Linked DNA regions of Pan troglodytes: regions 1 and 2 are each linked to region 3. Evidence: chromatin contacts called from public HiChIP or PLAC-seq data. All regions are on one chromosome and are shown on one strand. Each heading gives the region's core, a stretch centred on a gene start, on an enhancer-like site or on the middle of the called end of the contact. The rest is flanking DNA. Distances are from core to core; before and after follow the strand shown. Region 1 holds the start of NEU1 (neuraminidase 1). Region 2 holds the start of SNHG32 (small nucleolar RNA host gene 32). Region 3 holds the start of LY6G5C (lymphocyte antigen 6 family member G5C).

Evidence for each region. HiChIP or PLAC-seq counts read pairs in DNA pulled down with a chosen protein or histone mark.
Region 1: a contact with region 3 is called in an H3K4me3 HiChIP or PLAC-seq map of stem cell-derived excitatory neurons, with 11 times the contacts expected there. The contact joins the promoter of NEU1 here to the promoter of LY6G5C in region 3. A contact is called at or near these places in 2 of 7 Hi-C or Micro-C datasets (blood and stem cell-derived neural progenitor cells) and 1 of 1 datasets of contacts at active chromatin or transcription factors (stem cell-derived excitatory neurons).
Region 2: a contact with region 3 is called in an H3K4me3 HiChIP or PLAC-seq map of stem cell-derived excitatory neurons, with 10 times the contacts expected there. The contact joins the promoter of SNHG32 here to the promoter of LY6G5C in region 3. A contact is called at or near these places in 1 of 7 Hi-C or Micro-C datasets (stem cell-derived neural progenitor cells) and 1 of 1 datasets of contacts at active chromatin or transcription factors (stem cell-derived excitatory neurons).

Annotation. Positions count from the first base shown.
Region 1 is chr5:37,661,451-37,664,241 of NHGRI_mPanTro3-v2.0_pri, forward strand. It overlaps NEU1 (neuraminidase 1), which reads right to left and starts at 1,342. Exons shown (of 6, transcript XM_001160380.4): 1 at 933-1,342; 2 at 314-506. The coding sequence starts at 1,091. SLC44A4 (solute carrier family 44 member 4) reads right to left here. Exons shown (of 21, transcript XM_054686751.2): 21 at 1,835-2,052. The coding sequence ends at 1,931.
Region 2 is chr5:37,630,787-37,633,638 of NHGRI_mPanTro3-v2.0_pri, forward strand. It overlaps SNHG32 (small nucleolar RNA host gene 32), which reads left to right and starts at 1,603. Exons shown (of 7, transcript XM_063812357.1): 1 at 1,603-1,987; 2 at 1,990-2,035; 3 at 2,037-2,153; 4 at 2,365-2,405. The coding sequence starts at 1,903. It overlaps LOC112209658 (small nucleolar RNA SNORD48), which reads left to right and starts at 2,216; the gene lies at 2,216-2,278.
Region 3 is chr5:37,476,114-37,479,193 of NHGRI_mPanTro3-v2.0_pri, forward strand. It overlaps LY6G5C (lymphocyte antigen 6 family member G5C), which reads right to left and starts at 1,662. Exons shown (of 3, transcript XM_054686760.2): 1 at 1,442-1,662; 2 at 293-460. The coding sequence starts at 1,562. LOC134810192 (a long non-coding RNA gene) reads right to left here. Exons shown (of 3, transcript XR_010157684.1): 1 at 2,835-3,080; 2 at 2,419-2,590; 3 at 1,772-2,131.

The DNA.
Region 1 (2,791 bases), core at 92-2,591, 190 kb after region 3:
CCAGTACAATTTAAATCCTGAGGGCAGAGATTTTTGATCTGTTTTGTTCGTGGCTATATTCATGAAACCTAAAATAGTGCCTGGTATAGGTATATAGTACCCAATAAATGTTTGCTAAGTGAATGTCCAACTTCTTGGTGATCCCAATTTCCAGATCACTGTCCTAGACACTTGCCCTTCTCAGGTTCCCCCTACCCCTCAGGGACTCAGGCAACCAACCCTCTAAGTTCCCCTATCCTCAGGGCCCTTGGGCTCATTGGGCTGCCCACCCATCCAACCTAGCACCGGCTCTTTCACCCAGACATCTTTATACCCTGGTCCATGGACCTCCGCAGGGCGATGAACTTGGCCCCCTCATCGGATGAGGACATTTTCCTCGCCTCAGCAAAGGCGAGAAGAGTGCCCCGCGGAGTAGCTGTGATGAGCGGGATGCGGAAGGTGTCCACTGAGCCGATCTGTCTCCCGCTCACCCACAGCAGTTGCTCCATGGTCACCAGCGGCTGCACCTGTCATGGGAGGAGGAAGGGTCAACAAAGACAAACTTGTCTTGGGGGTTTTAGGAACCCACGTTCCGATGGGAGAGGGAGGATCTAATGGGGATCCCGAGTAGGGGATGGGGTCCCAGAACAAGAAAGAGGAACACGAAGGGGAGTTTGGAGCGAAGCTGGAGGCTCGGAGCAGGGGAGGGTCTACGAAAGGAGAAGGAGCCTTCAGGGAGGGAAGGGGACCCCAAAAGAGGAAGGGGCTCGAATGAGGAGGAAGACGGGGACCCGGAGAGGGAGAGGGGCTGGGAGCGGTCGGAGGAAACGGGGTCTGGGAGAAAGAAAAGGGTCCTGTCGCGGAAAGTCGGCTCAGCCGCCCGCGTTCCGGGAGACACTAGGTGTCGATCACCTGCGCGGGTCGGGGATGGGGCTATGCAAAGGGTGACTCACCAGACCGAAGTCGTTCTCAGCCTTGGACCAGGAGGCTGCCAGAGACAGCAGCAGGAAGATCGCGGCAAACACCCAAACCCTACAGCCTCCCCAGAAGCCCAGAATCCGCGGCCCCCAGCGTCTGTCCGGAAGCGCCGTGCTGGGTCGCTCCCCAGTCATCTCTCCCCGCAGCTGCCGCGACCCTGGCAGCTAGACTCCACAGAGTCGGGAGTCAGCTGACCCGGACCCTTTAAAGCGCAGATGTCACCCTTAAGCCCGCCCCGGTCTGGAGGCCCCGCCGCGCTTCCCGGACTCTAATTGGTCTTCAAGTAGCTCATCTCCTCCCACGTGATCACGCAGCATCTCGAAGCTTGCCCTTCCGATTGGCCCTCTTGGAGGCCCGGAGCGCGTGACCCGAACGGGAAGCGGACTGGCTGGGGTGAAGAAGGGACTGGCACCATCCTTATTGGGCTTTTTGATTGGCCGCGGCACCAGGACGCGTCACAGGGGCGGGGCCGATTTTAAAGAGCCGGGCGCGGAAAAAAAAAGGCCGCCTGTCGTCGTGGAGAGAATGAGTCACAGATTTACTGAGTTAACAAAATATCTTTAATAAAATCTTTTTGTTTGTTTGTTTTGTTTTGGAGACAGAGTCTGTCACCCAGGTTGGAGTGCAGTGGCGCGATCTCGGCTCACTGCAACCTCTGCCTCCCGGGTTCAAGCGATTCTCCTGCCTCAGCCTCCCGAGTAGCTGGGATGACAGGTGCATGCCACCACTCTCGGCTAATTTTTTGTATTTTTAATAGAGATGGAGGTTTCACCATGTTGGCCAGGCTGGTCTCGAACTCCTGACTCAGGTGATCCGCCCGCCTCGGTCTCTCAAAGTGTTGGATTACAGGCGTGAGCCACAGCGCCTGGCCTAAAACCTTTTTTTACCACAAAATGGAGACCTGTAAGGCGAAGTGAGGTTGGATGGCTGGACGGTGGGGGTGGGGTGCAGTCCTGGATCAAGGCCGGAGCTGTCACTTCTTCCTCTTCTTGTTGTCCGGGGGCGCCTCGTTCTTCTTGCCCAGAATCTTTAGAAGGCTCTTGGACATGTAGTAGGGCCGGTCCAGGGAGCCGTTGTTCCGCTCCAGGTCTTCCACTGAGCCGCAACAGAGACCGGTTAGAGCGGACCCTGGGCCAGGAAATCGGGGACTGGGAGGCAAGCTGCCTGCGGGATTTGGAATCCAAGCCGCACTACCACCCTTACCCCCGGGCGCGTTGTGTAATCTCAGTTTCCTCATGTGAAGTGGGGTCGGGAATATTATGTTGCATAGAGCGATGATAAGAATTAGCGGAAAAAATGCATGTCAGTCGCTTAGGAGGAGACTGGCAAACCCTGAATGGATGCATGCTGTAGAGTAAGAAAATCCCCTGCCGCTACAGCCACCTGCTGGGAAGTCTCTCTAATGGCTCTTTTTTTTTTTTTTAATCTTTTTTCTTTGTTTTGAGACTGAGTCTTGCTGTCGCCCAAGCTGAAGTGCAGTAGCGCAATCTCGGCTCGCTGCAACCTCCGCTTCCTGAGTTCAAGCGATTCTCCTGCTTCAGCCTCCCAAGTGGCTGGGATTACAGGCGCCCGCCACCGCGCCCAGCTAATTTTTTGTATTTTTAGTAGAGAGGGGTTTCACCATGTGGGCCAGGCTGGTCTCGAACTCCTGACCTCAGGGTGATCTGCCCACCTCGGCCCCCCTAAGTGCTGGCATGACAGGCGTGAGCCACCATGCCTGGCCTCTAATGGCTAACTTCTACCCGAGATTTCTTAGGGAAGATAGCAGAGACCTCTCCATCAGAATGCTCCTTCTTTGGAGAGCCTACCGGCCTGGGGGCTCACTCTCTTCCTT
Region 2 (2,852 bases), core at 353-2,852, 150 kb after region 3:
ATGGCTCTCCACCCTAATGGAACAATAAAACCATTAAGGGATGCTAAAAAAATACAGATGTCAGGCCTCTCTCAGGCCAATTCAGAATCTCAAAGAGGGCAGTGTAGACATTTAAAGCTGCCCAGGTGTTTGTAATTTGCAGCCAATGTGGAGAAAACCACTGAACTGGGCTGGCCACAGTGGCTCACGCCTGTAATCCCAGCACTTTGGGAGGCCGAGGTGGGAGGATCACTTGAGGTTCACAAGTTCAAAACCAGCCTGGGCCAACATGGTGAAAACCCCTGTCTCTACTAAAAATATATAAACTTAACTGGGTGTGGTGGCAGATGCCTGTAATCTCAGCTACTCAGGAGGCTGAGGCAAGAGAATCACTTGAACCCGGGAGGCAGAGGTTGTAGTAAGCCGAGATCACGCCACTGCACTCCAATCTGGGTAACAGAGCAAGACCCTATCTCAAAAAAAAAAAAAAAAAAAAAAAAAAAAAAAAAAAAAAAAAAGAAGAGGCCAGGCTCGGTGGCTCACACCTATAATCGTGGCACTTTGTGGAGGCCTAGGCAGGCAAATCACCTGAGGTCAGGAGTTCGAGACCAGCCTGGCTTACATGGTGAAACCCTGACTCTACTAAAAATATAAAAATTAGCCAGGCATGGTTGTGTGCACCTGTAATCCTTGCTACTTGGGAGGCTGAGGCAGGAAAATCGCTTGAACCGAGAAAGCGGAGGTTGCAGTGAGCCGAGATCCCGCCACTGCTCTCCAGCCTGGGCAACAGAGTCAGACTCCGTCTCAAAAAAAAAAAAAAAAAAAAAAAAAAAAAAAAAAAAAATGAAAAAGATACCAACACACACAACACACATCACCAAACATCATACGCGTTTATAAATGGGGGCGATAGGAAAGGGTCCAGAAAGGATTTGAAATGACTTATGAGTTTCAATAATTTTTTTTTTTTTTTTGAGAGAGTCTCGCCCTGTCGCCCAGGCTGGAGTGCAGTGGTGCAATCTCGGCTCACTGCAAGCTCGGCGTCCTGGGTTCACGCCATTTTCCTGCCTCAGCCTCCCGAGTTGGGACTACAGGCGCCGCCACCACACTCTGCTAATTTTTTTTTTAGTAGAGACGGGGTTTCACCGTGTTAGCCAGGATGGTCTCGATCTCCTGACCTCGTGATCCACCTGCCTCGGCCTCTCTAAGTGCTGGGATTACAGGCGTGAGCCACCGCGCCCGGCCTAATTTTTAAATAAATAGAGACGGGGGTTGGGTGTCACTATTTGCCCAGGTTGGTCCCGAACTCTGGGCCTCAAATGATCCTCTGCCTGGGCCTGTCCAAAGTGTTGAGATTACAGGCGTGACCTATTACGCCCGACCTGCCTTTTGGGTTTTTGGTTTTTGTTTTGTTTTGTTTAGTTTAATTGAAGCTTAGGGTGCCTGACAGTCTGCGGGATCGAACTGGGAGGCAAATTCAGATTTCGCTGGGGGAACGGAGTGCGAAGTGTCAGGGTAGCTGGACCCTAAACCGGCGCAGCTGCGCGCGCGGGAAGAGTCCCACGGTCATTAACGGACCATGGGCTGCTGGGAAACGGCTTAGGAGCAGCATCCGGCTGGCGCTGGCCGGCCGGCGCCGGGGACTTTCTTCCGCCTGGCCAGACAGATCCCTGTTTTTTGTTTTTCAAAATTCAGAAAGCATCTCCGAATATTTGCCCAGAAGAGTGTGAAACATACTTTCCTGGTCTTTCTTTCACTTTGTTTTATTTCTGTGTGGACGAACAATGCGGAAAATGCCGCGCGTCTAGCCAGGCAGATAAGAAAACAGCTATACCCGTCAGGCCCCCAACCCGGCGCCTCCATAAATGGCTCCGGCCTCGCCATTTTAGTTCTTTTTGCGAAGTGGGCTCGTGGGTTGGTAGTATGAGAGTTGTAATGGCCCGACTGTTGAGTGAGGGGGAGCAGGGGATCCCAACGGCTTGCGCTGCCTTTGCGCAGCAGCCGGCGGGCGGCCACGTCGCGGCCTGGCTGGGGTAGGAGAGGGCGGTTCCCAGTGCTTGGGTGAACTACCGTTGCACACTGGAATTTCTGGTGTCTCTGCTTGGAACTGACCTAGCTCGTGGCAGGGGGAACTCGGCTAGCGGCCCCACAGCCCCTGCTGACTCATCACAACTGTGAGTGGGGTTGGGCGAGTGGTTGCAAAATGGGGGTGGCGGTCGCCCGGGGTTAGGAAGGGAGTGATGATGACCCTAGGTAACTCTGAGTGTGTCGCTGATGCCATCACCGCAGCGCTCTGACCGCCCCCTCGGTCCAGCATTTCTCGGGCTCAACGAGTTCATGGTCAAGATTACTAATCTTTTGTTCTGTGTTTCATTTCCCCGTTAGGAGTTGTAAGACGTTCATCGCCGTGTTATCCTTGAGTAAAGGTGAGTATTAGGTGCGAGAGCCTTTTGAGTGCCTCTTCGGAAAGCTTTGTTCCCAAGCAAGCTTTCGTTCATGGGCATTATGCGCCTCCCTGCCCTTTTTTTTTTTTTTTGAGACAGTCTCGCCCTGTCACCCAGGCTGAAGTGCTGTGGCACGATCTCGACTTACTGCAACCTGCGCCTTCTGGGATCAAGCGATTCTCCTGCCTCAGCCTCCCGATTAGCTGGGATTACAGGCGCATGCCACCAAGCCTGGCTAATTTTTTGTATTTTTTAATAGAGGGTTTCACTGTGTTAGCCAGGATGGTCTCGATCTGCTGACCTCGTGATCCGCCGACCTCGTGATCCGCCCCCCTCGGCCTCCCAAAGTGCTGGGATTACAGGCGTGAGCCACCGCGCCCGGCCTTTTTTTTTTTTTTTTTTTTTAAGATAGTCTCCCTGTCACCCTGG
Region 3 (3,080 bases), core at 412-2,911:
AATACAAAAAATTAGCTGGGCGTGGTGGCGTGCACCTTTAATCCCAGCTGCTTGGGAGACTGAGGCACAAGAATTGCTTGAACTGGGGAGGTGGAGGTTGCAGTGAGCCAAGATTGCGCCACTGCACTCCAGCCTGGGTGACAGAGCAGCAAAAAAAAAAAAAAAAAAAAAAGACAGGATTGGAGCAATGTCTTATGGGATTATGGGAACAAGACTTGGGGTGCAGCTTAGGAGGCTGAGAGAGTTTCCGTTTGGGAGAGTGCTGGGCCCATGACAGGAGAAGGCCACTTACTGTTCTTTATGTGGAGAGTGATGCAGCTGCTGCCAGCCGGGGTGAGGCAGATGTCAGATCCCAGAAGGTACCCTAACTCCTCGGTCTCCAAGAGGCATCGGTAGCAGCGCAGGTATTTGGGGAATGGAAGTGGTTGAGGGGGTTCCCAATTGACAGGAACAAACTTACCTAGAACACAGAGAAGTGCTGACCCCACTCACACCCCATTCTACCTCACACCCTACCACTGCCTGATTCTAGGCCACTCAACCCCACTCCTCCCTCCCTTCCTGTCTCAGAAAACCATCAAAGCCCCAATTCTCTGCTTCCTTCCCCAATTGCATACACATACATCCCCCTTTTCCTCTGGTCCTAAGGCCAGACCACATGTTAACAAATCCCCAGACCCAGCAGAGCACTTGGTGTTAGGCAGAGGAAAGTGCTAAACCAACACTTTGAATCCTATGTCTCTGTGGCTGGTGCTTTGCAGCCAAGTGGGGAGCCCAGCAGGCTGGACTCAGTCTTGTTCTATCCTGTGGATTCTGGTTTTCTCATCCAGCACACTCCCTAACCCTCCCTATTCTATGTTGCCCTCAGATCCGGAGAGGATTCCTTCAGTATCTCTATTCAGGTCACTGCTGTGAAGTGAGACAGCCCTGGGGTGGTCACTAGAAATCTCCTTCAGAGGGGTGCGGTGGCTCACGCCTGTAATCCCAGCACTTTGGGAGGCCAAGGCGAGCAGGTACCTGAGGTCAGGAGTTCGAGACCAGCCTGGCCAACATGGTGAAACCCCGTCTCTACTAAATATACAAAAATTAGCTGGGCTTGGTGGCTCATGCCTGTAATCCCAGTTATTCGGGAGGCTGAGGCATGAGAATCGCTTGAACCCAGGAGGTGGAGGTTGCAGTGAGCCGAGATCTTGCCACTGCACTCCGGCCTGGGATACAGAGCGAGACTCCATCTCAAAAATAATAATAATAATAAATTTTTAAAAATCTTCAGATTGCACATCAGTCCATGAGCAGGCATTCCCTACCAAACCCATCTGTCCCATCTCTCCTCCTGCATGGGTTTACCTGAGCATCCTGGACAGGTGTACCCAGACACTTGGTGTCTGTGGGTTTCTCCATCCAGGCCAGGAGACCCTTCTGAACCCTTGGAGCCACTTACCAAACACCAAGCTCATCATGACCAGCACTATTAAGAGGACCGTGTAGAGGGCTTGGGGGCTGCTGTGGAAGCACAGGGGACCCAGACTCTGGCTCCCTGCAGGGCCTGCCATAAAACGCATGACTGCCTGCTGGCCTCCAGTTTGGGCTTATATTGGTGGAAGAGAGGTTGGCCAAGAGGAAGGAGAGAGGCAACACCAGCTCAGGGTGGAAATCCGTGCCAGACCAGCCAGAGGGGCAGAATGTTCGCACCCACAGCCACTCTGGGGCATAACATCCTGCTTGAGGGCAGGGGACCAGCAATAGGGGAATGAGAAAAGGAACTGTCTTTCCTATTAATTGGACAGATGTTTATTGAATCACTGCATCAGGTGTTGGGGATACAACCCTGCACAGTCTCCACCCTCACAGGGCACAGTCTAGTAGGGGAGACAAGTCCACCAGCAATGATGTGGGGAGGGCAGAGTGCTGCCAGGAGCACCTCGACAGTTAAACCACTGACCAGAGGGATTTCGGCAGAGGAGTAACTTGATCGGATTTCTGTTTATAAAAGATTGCCATGGCTGCACATTGCATTTGGGTCAAGAGTGGAGGCCGCCGGGAAGTAGGACGCTATTCCCGAGTCCGGTCACAAGATGGCGGACTGGTCCGGCAGAAGACGAGCAGGGACGAGGAAGCGGGGCTAATGAACCTGAGATACAGTTAGAAGACTGGACAGATTTGCTGTTGGACTGAACGAGGGGTGAGGGAACAGGGGTAGGCTTGCACAAGGAAGTGGTACCATTTTCCAAGATAGGAAACATGTGGTCTGTCTCAAAAAAAAAAAAAAAAAAAAGCAAATAGGGGGTGCCCAGTCCCACTTCTCATACCCTGGGGACACCTGTCAGACATCCTAAAACAAGGACACCTGGATCCCAAGCGATACGTACTCAGCTCAGTGCCCCCTTGGGGTTCCAGGAACCCAGCGCCTTCCCTCACCTCATCCTTTTTCCTGCCCCGCCTGTGCTCAGCTGCGGCTCAGTGGGCCTGAACTCCGGAGCCCACAGAATCTGGCGCTGGGCGTCCGCTCTCCGCGCCTGACCGCACCTCAGAACTCCGGTAGGACGGGGGGGTGGCCCCCCGCTCAAGCTCTGTTCCCTGGGGAAGAAACCTGGAAAGTGCGAACCGCGCGTCGGGACCCAAGCGTCGGGCCCCAGCGGATATCCGGAGCCCGAAGCGGCTCCCCAGGAAGGCGGCGCCGTAGCGCCATTCTCCCTCCCAGGCGAATTCTGGAGACCGCGGCCCCAGGCGTCTCACCCATTTTCTCCGCTGGGGACCCGCTGGGCTCCCCATCCTCGCCTACTCGGTCCCCACCCCACCAGCTCAGTCTTGACTCAGAAACTCAGGGTTTTTACTTTTAGGATCGTTGGGCTGTGCGTTAGGGGAGGAGGGGGTCCTCAGCGTCCAGGAACGACACCACCTGCTCCAATTTCCCGTCTGGAGGTTCTGGTCGAGGCTCCGAACTCGGGTTCCCTGCTACCTCCCAGACTATTCAAGAATTATCCAGTCCCAGGATGATAAGGGGGAAGATGGGAAGAAACAGACGGGAGACGCCCGCCCAGAAAGACTGCGGGAAGAAAGAAATTCGAGAGGAAACTGCA